Linked DNA regions of Rattus norvegicus: region 1 is linked to region 2. The links are chromatin contacts, called in public Hi-C maps. All regions are on one chromosome and are shown on one strand. Each heading gives the region's core, a stretch centred on a gene start, on an enhancer-like site or on the middle of the called end of the contact. The rest is flanking DNA. Distances are from core to core; before and after follow the strand shown. Region 1 overlaps Pdgfrl (platelet-derived growth factor receptor-like). Region 2 holds the start of LOC120097427.

Region 1 (5,923 bases), core at 3,060-5,559, 86 kb after region 2:
AACAGAACTACCGTATGGTTCTGCTCTTCCACTTCTGGGAGCCTAGGCTTATAGCAGGGATAACTGCGCCTGGTGCGCCACTACTTGTTAGCATTGGGTCTAAGCTCTGCCCCACGGTTACCTGGCAACAACCAAGTATGCTCCACCCCACAGTTACCTAGCAACAGCCAGGTATGTCTGATGCTATAAAAGGGAGCTGCTTGCCCCCCTTGCTCTCTTGCTCCTCTCTTGCTCTTGCCTTCCTGTCCCCACTCCCCCCACACCTGGTCATGGCCGGCCTCTACTCCCTACTTCTCTATTCTCTCTCTCTGCCTTTTTCTGCCTCTATTACCCTCTTGACTCCCCTCCCCATGCCCTGAATAAACTCTATTTTATGCTATGTGTGGCTGGTCCCTCAGGAGATAGAGATGCCTCAGGAGGGGCCCACCAAGGCACCCCTATCCCCCATACCTCACCACACCTCCATAGAACATATCCCCTCTCTCTTTATCTTTTTATAAACACATCACTACTCAAAATAGGCAAGTCGTGGAACAGGCAAGCGTATTCATCCATCAACGAGTAAAATCCAGTTTGCTAATAGCTGTAAACTTGAGCCAGCTTCTTAACCCGCTGTGGGTCAACCCTGCTCACTTGTAAAATGGAGTCCAGACAAGATGTTAAGTCCCCAGACTGCATATTCCTGACTCTCCTCCAGTTCAGGCTCCTTCGTTCCTGACTCTGTCTTCCTCCACGCAGAACAGATGACTGGGGAAAAGTTTCCCACGGCCTCACACACTCATATTGCTACTCTGAAATTCTGGGTCTGGTATGTGTTTCATGTCATTTAGTTCATAAGCTGTTTCTGGTTGGAGCCCATTCTGTTGTTCTTCGCTTGTGTGTGTCTGCATGGTTGGTGTGTGTGTGTGTGTGTGTGTGTGTGTGTGGTGTTTGGTATGTATGGTATGTGTGGCATGTTGCATGTGTGTGGTGTATATGTGTAATATGGTGTGTATGTGTGTGTGTGTGTGTCTGTATGGTTGGTGTGTGTGTGTGTGTGTGTGTGGTGTGTGATATGTATGGTATGTGTGGCATGTTGCATGTGTGTGGTGTATATGTGTAGTATGGTGTGTGTGTGTGTGTGTGTGTGTGTGTAACTTAGGAGAGTCCTTACTCATAGGCTATTACACTCCATTCAGCTCAAACTGCAACACACTTGTGGGGATCCCCCTTTATGTTCTCTCATACAGATAATTGCGGTGTTCTTTTTCTTTACCCAATGCCTACCAGCCAGATATGCTACACTAGACCATGCCAAGAGTCACCTAGGGGATAAATATAGGAGAAGACACTCTTTTGTATCAGTTTTGGTCGCTAACACAGGGTTCCATACCTTGGGTCATCTTTCCTGTCTCAGCCACTGACTGAGCACCAGTCATATTACAGGGAGAGCTGAGCTGGTGAAGACATTGGCCTCCTTTCCAAACCAAATGAGGCACTGTGATTTCCCTGTGTTCTAAGAGAAGAGGAGAGAGTGGGGAGAGGCCTTAAGCAGCAGGACTGACCCACTGGGAAGTCAGGATAGAGTCTAAAAGGTGACAGGATCTTGAAGCCACATGACAGGGCAAACAAGTCAGGAATCCAGGAGAAGCGGGAGGCTCTGGGCAGAGGAAGGCAGGGAGTATCCACAGCCAGTGGAGGGCAAGTGGATGGAGCTGTCAGAGAAGCTGGGTCCAGATGACAGAGGAGAAGCGCTGACGTCTTGGTGTGCCCCTTTTTGTGGCATGGCCTTTTGAACAGTTGCTTACCATAGAACATAAAATTCTCCATTTTATAACTTATCCTTTAGTCTCCTTTTCTGCCTTCCTTGTCTGGCAGAAACCTTTTAAAGAGTTTTACTTAGACTTCATATATTGAAATTCTTGGCAAAAAATCTTCATACCTCAATAACATCCTTTTCTTTTTTTTGCAAATAAAACCCCAGAGCTCACCCACATGTAGACACATGTGTTAAAGCAGGATTGCATTAGGAAAGCAGGCAGAGTCGCTCAGTGACACCCTAAACTGTCTCCAAGACTGTCATCTGCAAGTGTTTTGTCGTAGCCTTAGCCTGTCTGACTCAGCATATGGACTTGACTTTACCAGCATCATTCTTTTTTATATTTTAATATCCTGCAGCACATCTGGGAAAATCACATAAAGACTTTTCATAACGTTCAAGAAATGGGAGGATTTGTTTAACATTCTTTTGAAATAAAAGTTAGCAGAAAGCATTTCCTCCTTCCTTCAAAATATGTGGACACTGGGGGGGGGTGGATGTGGGGGAGGGGTGAGGGGCGGGCACTGCATGTCTGGATCCCAGAGTGCCCCAGGGCAGTGAGCAAGAATCTTTCAGCACTTTGTGGTGCTGTGGACTGTGCACGTCCGCCTTTCCTAAATGCAGCAAAATACCCACGAGAATCAACTTTTGATGAGGAAAGGTTTATTTTGGCTGGCAATTTAGGGCGTTTCAGTCTATAATGACTTGGTGGTCCCAGTGGAGAACATCATTGTGGGAATACATGGCAAAAAAAATTTATATATATATAAATATATACATACATATATACATATACATATACATATACATATACATATATACATATACATATACATATACATATACATATACATATACATATACATACATATACATATACATATATATATATATAAAACACTTTATGGAACCTAAGAAGCTGAGAGAGAGAGACAGAGACAGAGAGACAGAGACAGAGAGACAGAGACAGTGTACACACACACACACACACACACACACACACACACACACACAGGGAGAGATGGTGGGCTGGAGAGGTACCAGTGTATCAGTAGTCCCTTCAAAGAAACATTTCTGATGGTCTAATTTCCTTCCCCTAGGTCCCACTTCTAAAGACCTCAACAGTCTCATTGGCTGGACACCAGGCTTTGGGGCATACTCCAGACCCAGACTACAGTCTGGGACATCTAGTTTATAGAAGACTGAGACAGGTGACCGAAACTTCTGACAGACCAGCCATTTCCCTGTGCTTTGCCTCCATGGGATACAATAGAATGAATAAAAATAGCTCAGCCTCACGGAGAGGCTAACTACATACGCCAAGTGCTTTCCACACATGACCTCATTCTATGCTGATAACTGGAGAGGAGACAGATTCTATTATTACCCTCCCCCACCCATGCCCCAAAAGGAACATAGCCGTGATTTTTCTGCACCATTAACACCGTCAGAACATTCAGTTCACCTAGAGAAGACTTGTACCCTGCCTTCCCACCATATCTCTAGGGACATGTGGGGGCCTGTTCTGGTGCCATAGAATGTCCTACCTTTAGGGTGGGGCGAGTTCTTTATTTTTAATTTCCAGGGTGGAAATTCACTTGCAGATGGGTGTCAGAGGTTGGCTACAGCGCATACTTTTGATGTCTTGCCACCCTGAGGACTTAACTCAGCACCTTGGTGCTCTGCTGCTAAGGTCCACGTGTGGCCCTTGAGAATGGGTTCAGCTCACTCTTGCTCCTGCTGTGACCCAGGGCAACTTCAGGGAGGCTGGCGGGGGGGGGGGGGGGGGGGGGGATGCAGGTTAGAGTCTATGGTTGAGAGAAGCCAGGGCAGGAACGAGAAGCAGGAAGAAGCACGGCTTGCTGGATTTCTCTCAAGCTTTGCATTTTTTCTTATCCAGCCTACCACGGCCACTACTGTCCTAAGGATGCTGCCACTCATAGTCAGGTAGGGCTTCTATCAAAATTCAAGACAATCTCCTTCTGAAATGCCCACGGGGCTCTCTGGTCTAGGCAATTCCTCAACAGAGGCTTTCCTCTCAGGTGACTCTAGGCTGTGTCGAGATGCTAACTAGGACAGCAACTTTCGTGTGGACCCACAGCTCCACATCAGGAGAAAGAGAAGCAGAACCCACATCATTTTTATCTGTTCTGCCAGAAAAACCCAGCTTTGAAGGAAAAAGAGTTTGAATTTGAAACAAGTCCGCCTAACAAAACGAATTTCCTTATGTGTACTGAGGTGCATATGTAAGCACAATTAAAGCGGTCTCAAGGCTGGTTTTTGTGTATATTTTGCCACAGCTCGGTAGTTGGGGAAGAAAGATGCTTCCCTCTCCACATACCACCAGTGGGTGTTCATATTATGCTGTTCCTTCTTCCTCAACAGTGAGTTCTTTCTGGTCATAAATACTCCCTCACATTCCTTTCTTTGAAGATGCCCTTCAGATAGACTCCTTTTCCTGTGTATGCTAAGGAGACAGGCTGCTTAGGAGACTGGCCTGCAGCCCACGGTCTGCTTCCCTGGCCCACCCTCCTTTGTGTAGTCTGTGGGTGGAGTGAGCTGTTGCTCTGGGCGGCCAAGTGGAAATACAGATGCCTTCTCTTCTCCTAAAAGCTGTTTATTGTTCTCAGAGGAACCAGCCCTCAAAGAGAGCTGAGCCCCACCCACTCCTCCCAGCTTCCAGGTCTTGACTGAAAAATGTTAACATCCTACACCACACACCACAGACACATCCTGAAGGACAATGTTGGGACCCTTCTGGTTTTTTTTTTTTTTTTTTTTTTTTTTTCCGTTTTTAACTTTTCCTGCGGGGCAGGTCTAGGGTAGGCCACCCTGTCAGCTGCCTCGCTGAGGGTGCCCAGCTCACACCTCCTCCTCCCCGCCAGTGATTTATTTAACCCTTTGGCTGGGCCACACACTCCAAGTTTCTTACTTTGTTTTCTGATTCAGAAGAGTGCCAAGAATTTTAAGAAGGGGGATGTTTGAAGCACGGATGGAAATGAACCGGGCTGATGAACCAGCGGGAGTTTATCCTATGCTCTGGACCATTCTTTCACTAGATGTTTCACTGTGGCACACGCAGACTGGGAAGAGACATCGTGGCTTGTTAGTCTCCCTTTTACACTTGTCTTTCTTTCATTTTTTTTTTTTTTTGACAGCCAAATCTTTTTTTTTATTGGGGGAATGGGTTTCTCGGGGGTAGGTCTGGGGCCCTCCCTGCACGGCTTGTTCATTGGCACTGCCTCCAGAATCCTGTGGCTTCATCACATCTGGAAGCTCCGGAAGGCTGGAGAAGGGTTCGATGCGCAGCGCTTCGAAGGTGTCATCTGCTCCAAAGGCCGGGCCCACGGTGGCTGGGGCCTGTGGCCTTGCTGTCTGACTGGTGAAGCCAATTCGCCCAGAGTTTTTCCATCATTGAGGAGCTGGTTGTCCTTGTATAGCCACTGCTCCTCTGGCGGCCGCGTAAGGATGCCCTCGACGATGCGCTTCAGTTCGAACACGGTGCTCGAATCCTTGGTGTCCGTAAAGATGGTGGTCTTGTGGCGCCGGATCATGAGAAACGCGTCCATCCCGGCGGCTGCTTCTGTCATTTTTTTTTTTCAAGACAGTTTTTCTGTGTATTCCAGGCTGTCATGAAACTTGCTCTGTAGATCAGGCTGGCTGTGAGCTCAGAGATCTATCTACATCCCGAGTGCTGGGATTAAAGGAGTGTGCTACCATTACCTGGCTGTTAGTTTTTAATTGTTGAGACAGGATCTCACTATACCTAGAACTTGAAATGTAAACCAGGCTGGCCTTGAACTCACAGAGCCCCACCTGCTTCTGCCTTCCCAGTGCTGGGACTAAAGGGAGGGCCACATTATATACATATAATGTGTGTGCGTGTGTGCATGTGCGTGTGCGTGTGTGTCTGTCGCTCTAAATTGCTCTAAGTGGCTGAGAAAGACTGCCCTGGTATGCTTCCTGCTTGCCTCTTGGCATAGCCCTCGCCTCCTGAGTAAATCCCTTTCACCTCCTCCATTACCTCTGCCCACTTTACCTTCAACACACTTCCTCACAGTTACAGATGCTGTTAGCTCTAGGTGGCTTCTACAGTCTGTCCCCTCTTTCCCCTGGGCTACTCAA
Region 2 (6,268 bases), core at 1,533-4,032:
CAGATAGACCCTGCTGAGATGGCAGTAATATCCGAAACTGTGGTTTTTACCATGGTTTTTAAAACCCCATACTACCCCCCAACAGTAAATAAAAATAAACTCCGTTCAAAGAGCTTTGATCCTGAGGTGATTTTCAGAGTTAGAGACCCCGCTGATGAGTGCAAACAGGACATGCCGATCTCCTGAAAACCCTGCAGTCTATATGCATCTTCTAGAGGTCCCTCCATTTATGATGGCCACAACCTTTTAAAGGGAGATGATCTTCTCCCACAGATCGACTCTGGCAGTTCCACCCAGTCCTCTATAGATAGTTAGTCCCTTGATGAGTATTTGATGTTGAGCTTGGAACTTATAGCTCTCCAAGCATCTACCTGGATGGCTCCTGGCTGCATGCTATATGGCATTAGTTTGGAGAAACATCCCCCACGTATTTTTCTTCACAACTGAGTAGAAGCCAGGCCCTTGGGAAGGCACACACCAGCATCCTTCTTTGACAAAGTATAGCCTGATTCCTGTGTGCAGTACAACAGGAAAAGCACAAGTTCAGCGCTAAGAGATGGGCCCCTTTTGGCTGGAGTATACTTCAGTGGTGGAGTGCTCTCCCAATCTGTGGGCCCTGGATTCAGACACCGGAATGAATAATAAGTTAATTAAAATTTAAATGAACTTTAATTGTCCTTGACTACAAATCTACCATGTTTGTCCTTTTAAAATGGATACTTTTTTTGATGACTAGTTCATAGCATTCTTACTACCAACAAGTGGATACTTACTATATTATCTATATTTGAAAAAGTGTACTTGATCAGGTTGTTTGCATCTTGGGGTTTTCTCAGTGGATAGCTGGAACCTAAAATTTAGATGTTAAAGAAGGGCTTTTGGAAAATGAAACCCACCGTGGTTTACAAAATAGCTTGAGGTTTGCGTAGCATTTCTAACGAAGCGTGTCTTTGTTTCTGTCCTATTCTAGGTCCTTCGAGAAAGAGTCTGTTTACAGCTTTTAATTCAGGCAAGTGACCATTTTATGAATACATTAAAATATTTCCATTTGAAAAGTAACGATTAAACACATTGAAATTTATTTGTAATTACTTTTACTTGTATAGTTAAAAGTCAAAATTCAGGCTTTAAGGTGTAACTAACTGCTTAGGACGAACAGAAGATGAAACAGGTAGATTTAGCCTAAGATGACTTTTTGAACATGGTTCACATGAAATACAACTGGACACTCCTTCAGATATACATGCTATTTTAAACTGGGTCATCTTTAATAGTAAAATGGTCTGAAGATACAATTTTTAACTAATTGTACCAATTCAAGGCTTTCTATGTTTCTGACTTCCTCCATGCACACTGTCGGTTGGATGTACATTTCTAGGGCAGCCTATAGCTTAAAGTAAAATTGAACTACATTGAGAGCCCAGCACTTCCTTTTGAGCATCTAAAGCTCTTATGTGCTCACCAGGTTTCCATGTATGACACGCAGGCCTGTGTGCAGCCGGCCATGCACTGCCTATGTGCTCTCCTTTTTACTGCAGCGATAGCAGAGTCATGTGGCTTCCAAGTCCACTGCACATCAGGACAGAATGCCAGAAAAAAGAAAGGAACATGTAAAGTAGCTGTTAGACAGAGTCTCATGTTGTCAGTACAGAATTCATCTGTGGGCCGCGGGGTCCCTCCGGTTAGCTGTAAGAATGGTGGTTGGTTAGTTTCCCAGCCCAAGGCTGGCCTGGAATTCGAGCCTAATGAGGAAAGTTTGCCCCGTGTGGCTTTGGAAGCAAAACTACTTAACTATGGGCATTCCATTTGGTTACATGCCACGGCGTGATCGGGTTTAACGGGTCACCCAGTGTGATAACAACGAGCCTCTTGGGTACTTGAGTTGGTTCTCTATCCTGTTCACAGAGATCGCGTTATGAGCTGTTTTACAATCATCTCTGTTTGGGGAGTTTTCTGGTGACAGATACTTCAAAGTGGGAATTAAAAAAACTAAAGCACATGCATTTTAGAGTTGCTTAGATAATCATATTATTTCCATAAAGCTTCATACTAGTTTCTGATATGATCCACAATATTACAGCATCAGTCATACTGTCTCTGGTCAATCTCAGATTTAATTTAATTTAATTAATTAATTTATTATTTTTTAAAACTTTTATGTATTTAATTTAATGTTGTAAAGTTGTTTTTTTTTTTTTTCCAACATGTGTTTTGTGAACAGTGTCAGATCCCCTAGATCTGGAATTACAGTTGTGAGCTGTCATGTAGGTTCTGGAAAGTGAACTGTGTTCTTTAGTAGTGCTCTAAATCTCTGAGCCATCTCTCTAGACCCCGGTTGGCTTTTTTGTGTGTGTGTGTGCGCGCGTGTGTGTATGTGTGTGTGTGTGAAATGTTTGAAATGTTCCATCATTATTTTAGTTTAACGGTTATTTTAAAGAATTCTGTTACCTCAGAAGACAATGAAAGAAGATTGACCTTGTGAGGCTCCGAGGTTGGCGTAAATCTTGGTTCTCCTTCTTTCTATTTCTGTCCTGACCTCTGGCTACTTGCTAAGCCTCTCTAGGGCTTGAGTTTCTCGTGTGGCAGCATGGGAATGTTGAGCAGATAAATCCCAGTGTGGGAATTGTTCTGACCGTGGAGACTATTTTCATCCCAGGCTCTCACATGGTAGTGGCCACTGCTGTTAGGGCTGACAATCCTTGTCATTCACTTCCCATGGCTTTACATCGGAGGTAACCCCACCCCCCACCGCAGGGTGTTGAGTCCCAGGAAACCCTCGAAGCAAGTGGTAAACCTCACCAAAGCTATGAACCCCCTCCCCGAGCTCTAGCCATTGTGACATTTAAAGGTTATGACATTAGGAGATTCTAGGCAGCACCGGCTCTAAATAAAACGCACTTGCTATTTGGGAGGGGGTTGTCACACACCACAGCATACTATTATAAATGTGGCTCTGACACCCATAGTTGCTGTTCGGGATACCTCAGCCAACCCAAGTTGTGCTTACACAGTTCTTGACTGTTTTATATACCATCCTGTCATGGGCCATGGTGTCTGCCTTGCCAAGTGGGAATGCCTCCTCCTGTGCCATTTCATAGACATGGGCCAGGGTCGTGTGGCTTTCTGCGTCTCCTTGCTCCAAAGTCAGGAGGTGGTTGAGCTGCAGACCTACTCTGGGGAGGGGATGAGATGCTGCCACACTGTACACCTGCGGTCCTTCCTTATTACATGTTGGTGATCTCAACTTGGCTCTCACGTTGAAAGAGCAGATCCCATTTGGATACGTGGAAAATCTGGTGCTTTGTGTTGGGAGGAATGAATCGCTTAGTGAATCCCACTGCAGCAGTGGCTACCGTTTTGGCCGGGCACTAGATGTCCTCACCAAGGGCACGTGAATGTATTGTACACAGAAGCATTTTAAGTGTAGAGATAAATAAAAGCACCACAAATACAGACCTGGGTATAGAAGGTCTTTCCAGTAACATGCATATAACAAAGGAGATCAATAATTATGACAGCACATGATTTGAGCTTTGTTTTGTCAAATCATTACGAACAGTAGTAAGAACAAAGCCATACAATGACACCACATTTGCTCTGGGTAGCGCTCTCAAAAACCAGCAAGGCAGAGCCAGCCTCACAATAGATGCTAAAAGGGCCTATTGTCTTAAGACACCTCTGTTAAAATCCATATTGCATCTTTTTAATTGAAAAAGAAAAGTAACTACGTGAAATTCAGGGCGAGCCAAATAAGACTCCAATGCCAATCTTGTGGGGGGCAAAAACAAAGAAAGGTGAAGGTGCCGTAATTCTTGCTTTCAAATCTATAATTAAAACAGTCTGAAGTGGGCACAACGGTAGATACATATTCCAATGCAATGAATGGAACAGCCCAGAAACAAATCAGTTTACTCACACTCTGCTGAGCCTTGGCAAGACTGCCAAAAACTACCAAGTGGAGAAACCATCATTTCTCTAAGGAATAGTATGGGAAGAAGTAGATGTCTGTGGGTGCACTGAACTCGAACCTTCACCTCACCCCATACACAGAAAACAACTCAGTGAATTACAGTAAAACTCAAAACTGAAAAATCAGGAGAAGACAGAGGGGAGAGCTTCATGGCTTTGTCGTTGTCCATGATTTCTTAGATTGATACCAGAAGAATGTGGCAAGCAAAATGGGACAAGTGGGACTCTGAGGAGCCCAAACTCTTCTGCTTAGCAAGGGGGGCAGTCGGTAACATGACGGGTGGCCCACGAGACAGAGGGGACTGCTTGCAAGCCATACTTTGCAATAATGGCTGATTTACCCAAAGTGAAATCAGGATATGGAAAGGAGATTTGATCTGCCATGTTCTTTGCATACTCTTGCAATTGGGGGTATGGGTGGAGGTTGGGAGGGGAGACACCGTCTCTGCGGACTGGTGGCCCAGGTGCCCTGGCGAACACAACAGAAAGAGGGACAAACCATCCCAAGCAATAGATATCAAAAGACTGACACCCGACAGGCGTCCCCTGACCTCTCCATGCACCGTGTGGCACATGTGGCATTCACAGGCACAAATGCATGGGCGTGCAGTGCACAGAAGGGAGAAGGGAGTCTTGCTGACACCGATTACACTGGTATCTAAATCTTTAGGTTTTGTAGCAGCATAACACGTAATGGCTTCCCGGCCCTGGTGGTGCTGGCCAAGAAATGGGAAGTTGCTGTTGTGGAGAGATTCAGTTTTGAAAGATCAGGACATTGTGACAACATACACGGTTACAGCACAGTTTAACAGTAAGGAGCATAGGTTTAAAATTTGTTGAGGGTAGATTTTGTGTTCTTGCCTTAATAACAGGGAAGATGAACACACAAGAAACTGAAAAAAAAAATGTAGGACTAAGAAACGGGGAAAAGAACTGTTAGCTGATTGAAGCGTGTACTCTCCTTTTGGGCCGATTTTTCTTTAGCCCGGTACCTAGTGGATGATGAATCAAGACCAGGAGCTTACACTCTGTACCAGAGTATATGTGAATTTGGGAGCCATTGCATAAGGAATGGCTTTCTAGACAAGATATGCACGATCAGAACGAGCCTAGGAAGAGGGTCTTCTTAAATTACTTTTCAGACTTCTTTAAAATAGGAGGAGGAAATGGAGACTTAGAGAGATGGCTTGGTAGTTAATAGTTTTACTAGTCAAAGAGCAAACAAACGTAAAGTAAAACAAACAATGACTAAAACAAGAAACCAAAAGGCCCACTACCACCAAAAGCCAACTAAAGTCTAATCCTTATTTACTGCTCCATCCTAAGTACTAAACTTTGCTCCCCTGGTTTTCTGGCCATCGTTGCCTCGTGCTGATCCTTAGGACTTGACAAAGTAACAGCAGAAGCCACCTTTCTTCATTGCACCATGCCAGCTGGCCACCAGGGGGCAGAGGATGTTTGGGAAAGAGTCGAAACCGAGCAGTTTGAGGCTTGTCTCTAAGCACATTGTTTTGTTGGGGGTGGGGGCGCTTTTTACAAACAGGAGCTGCATTTGGTTTTCCTCCACACTGATATTATTTGTATTACTTCAGCCTCTTTCTGCATTCAAGAGAAAAGGTTAATAATTAACATGCACGGGGTAGGTGATGACAGTAGAGTTCAAATAAACTTTATTTTAAATTTATTTTTTTTTATTTTACCTTACTTTATTTTCATGGGTGTGGGTGTTTTGCTTACATGCATGTCTGTGTATCACATGCAGGTATCCTGCCTGAAAGGGTGAGCAGCAGGTATCCGATCCCTTGGGACTGGAGATGGCTGTGAGGGGTCACATGTAGGGTGCTGGGAGCGGAACATGGGTCCTCTGGAAGTCTAGCCATTAACTGCCAAGCCTTCTCTTAAGCCCCTTAAAACAAAACTTTTAGTAAATGTACATTATTGGTTATTTCTTCCTTTGGGTAGTTTAAGCCAATGGGTTTCCCTGTGACAGAATCGTTTACTATTAACAAAAGAACCACAACCCCTGAAAAAGATCCCACCCAGAAACCAAAAAACTGACTACACGGACAAGCGTGGGTGTGTCTATTTGTGACACTAATTTTATTTCTCATTCAGTTTGCAGTTTTGATTCTTACTGATACCTTTTTAGAACATGTTTTTGATAGCAAATGAGGAGCTTGGCTTTTGGTTTTGTTCTGGTTTTTTTGTTTTTGTTTTTGTTTTTGTTTTAATATTCCGAATTTGGAGAAAGGAGTTTAATGGTTTTAAAAATAACAACCTGTGATTTAACAGAGGAAAA

Evidence for each region. A called contact is a pair of places that touch in the nucleus more often than the background predicts.
Region 1: a contact with region 2 is called in a Hi-C map of Schwann cells, with 12 times the contacts expected there. The contact joins the enhancer-like site here to the promoter of LOC120097427 in region 2. A contact is called at or near these places in 11 of 12 Hi-C or Micro-C datasets (the A7r5 cell line, Schwann cells, frontal cortex and 6 more) and 1 of 1 datasets of contacts at active chromatin or transcription factors (oligodendrocytes).

The regions. Positions count from the first base shown.
Region 1 is chr16:58,075,387-58,081,309 of GRCr8, forward strand. The region is part of intron 2 of Pdgfrl (platelet-derived growth factor receptor-like); the gene reads right to left. It also overlaps the pseudogene Elob-ps1. Among named protein-coding and RNA genes, the nearest start is that of Pdgfrl, 33 kb to the right of the region's middle. Within about 2 kb of position 4,310, at least 63 of the 93 cell types and tissues checked have an H3K27ac peak or open chromatin away from gene starts, as enhancers often do. A contact at or near this core is called in the A7r5 cell line, Schwann cells and prefrontal cortex, where this site is marked.
Region 2 is chr16:57,991,369-57,997,636 of GRCr8, forward strand. It overlaps LOC120097427, which reads right to left and starts at 2,783. Exons shown (of 4, transcript XR_010058401.1): 1 at 2,449-2,783; 2 at 1,463-1,569. It also overlaps a transcript of Mtus1 not described here.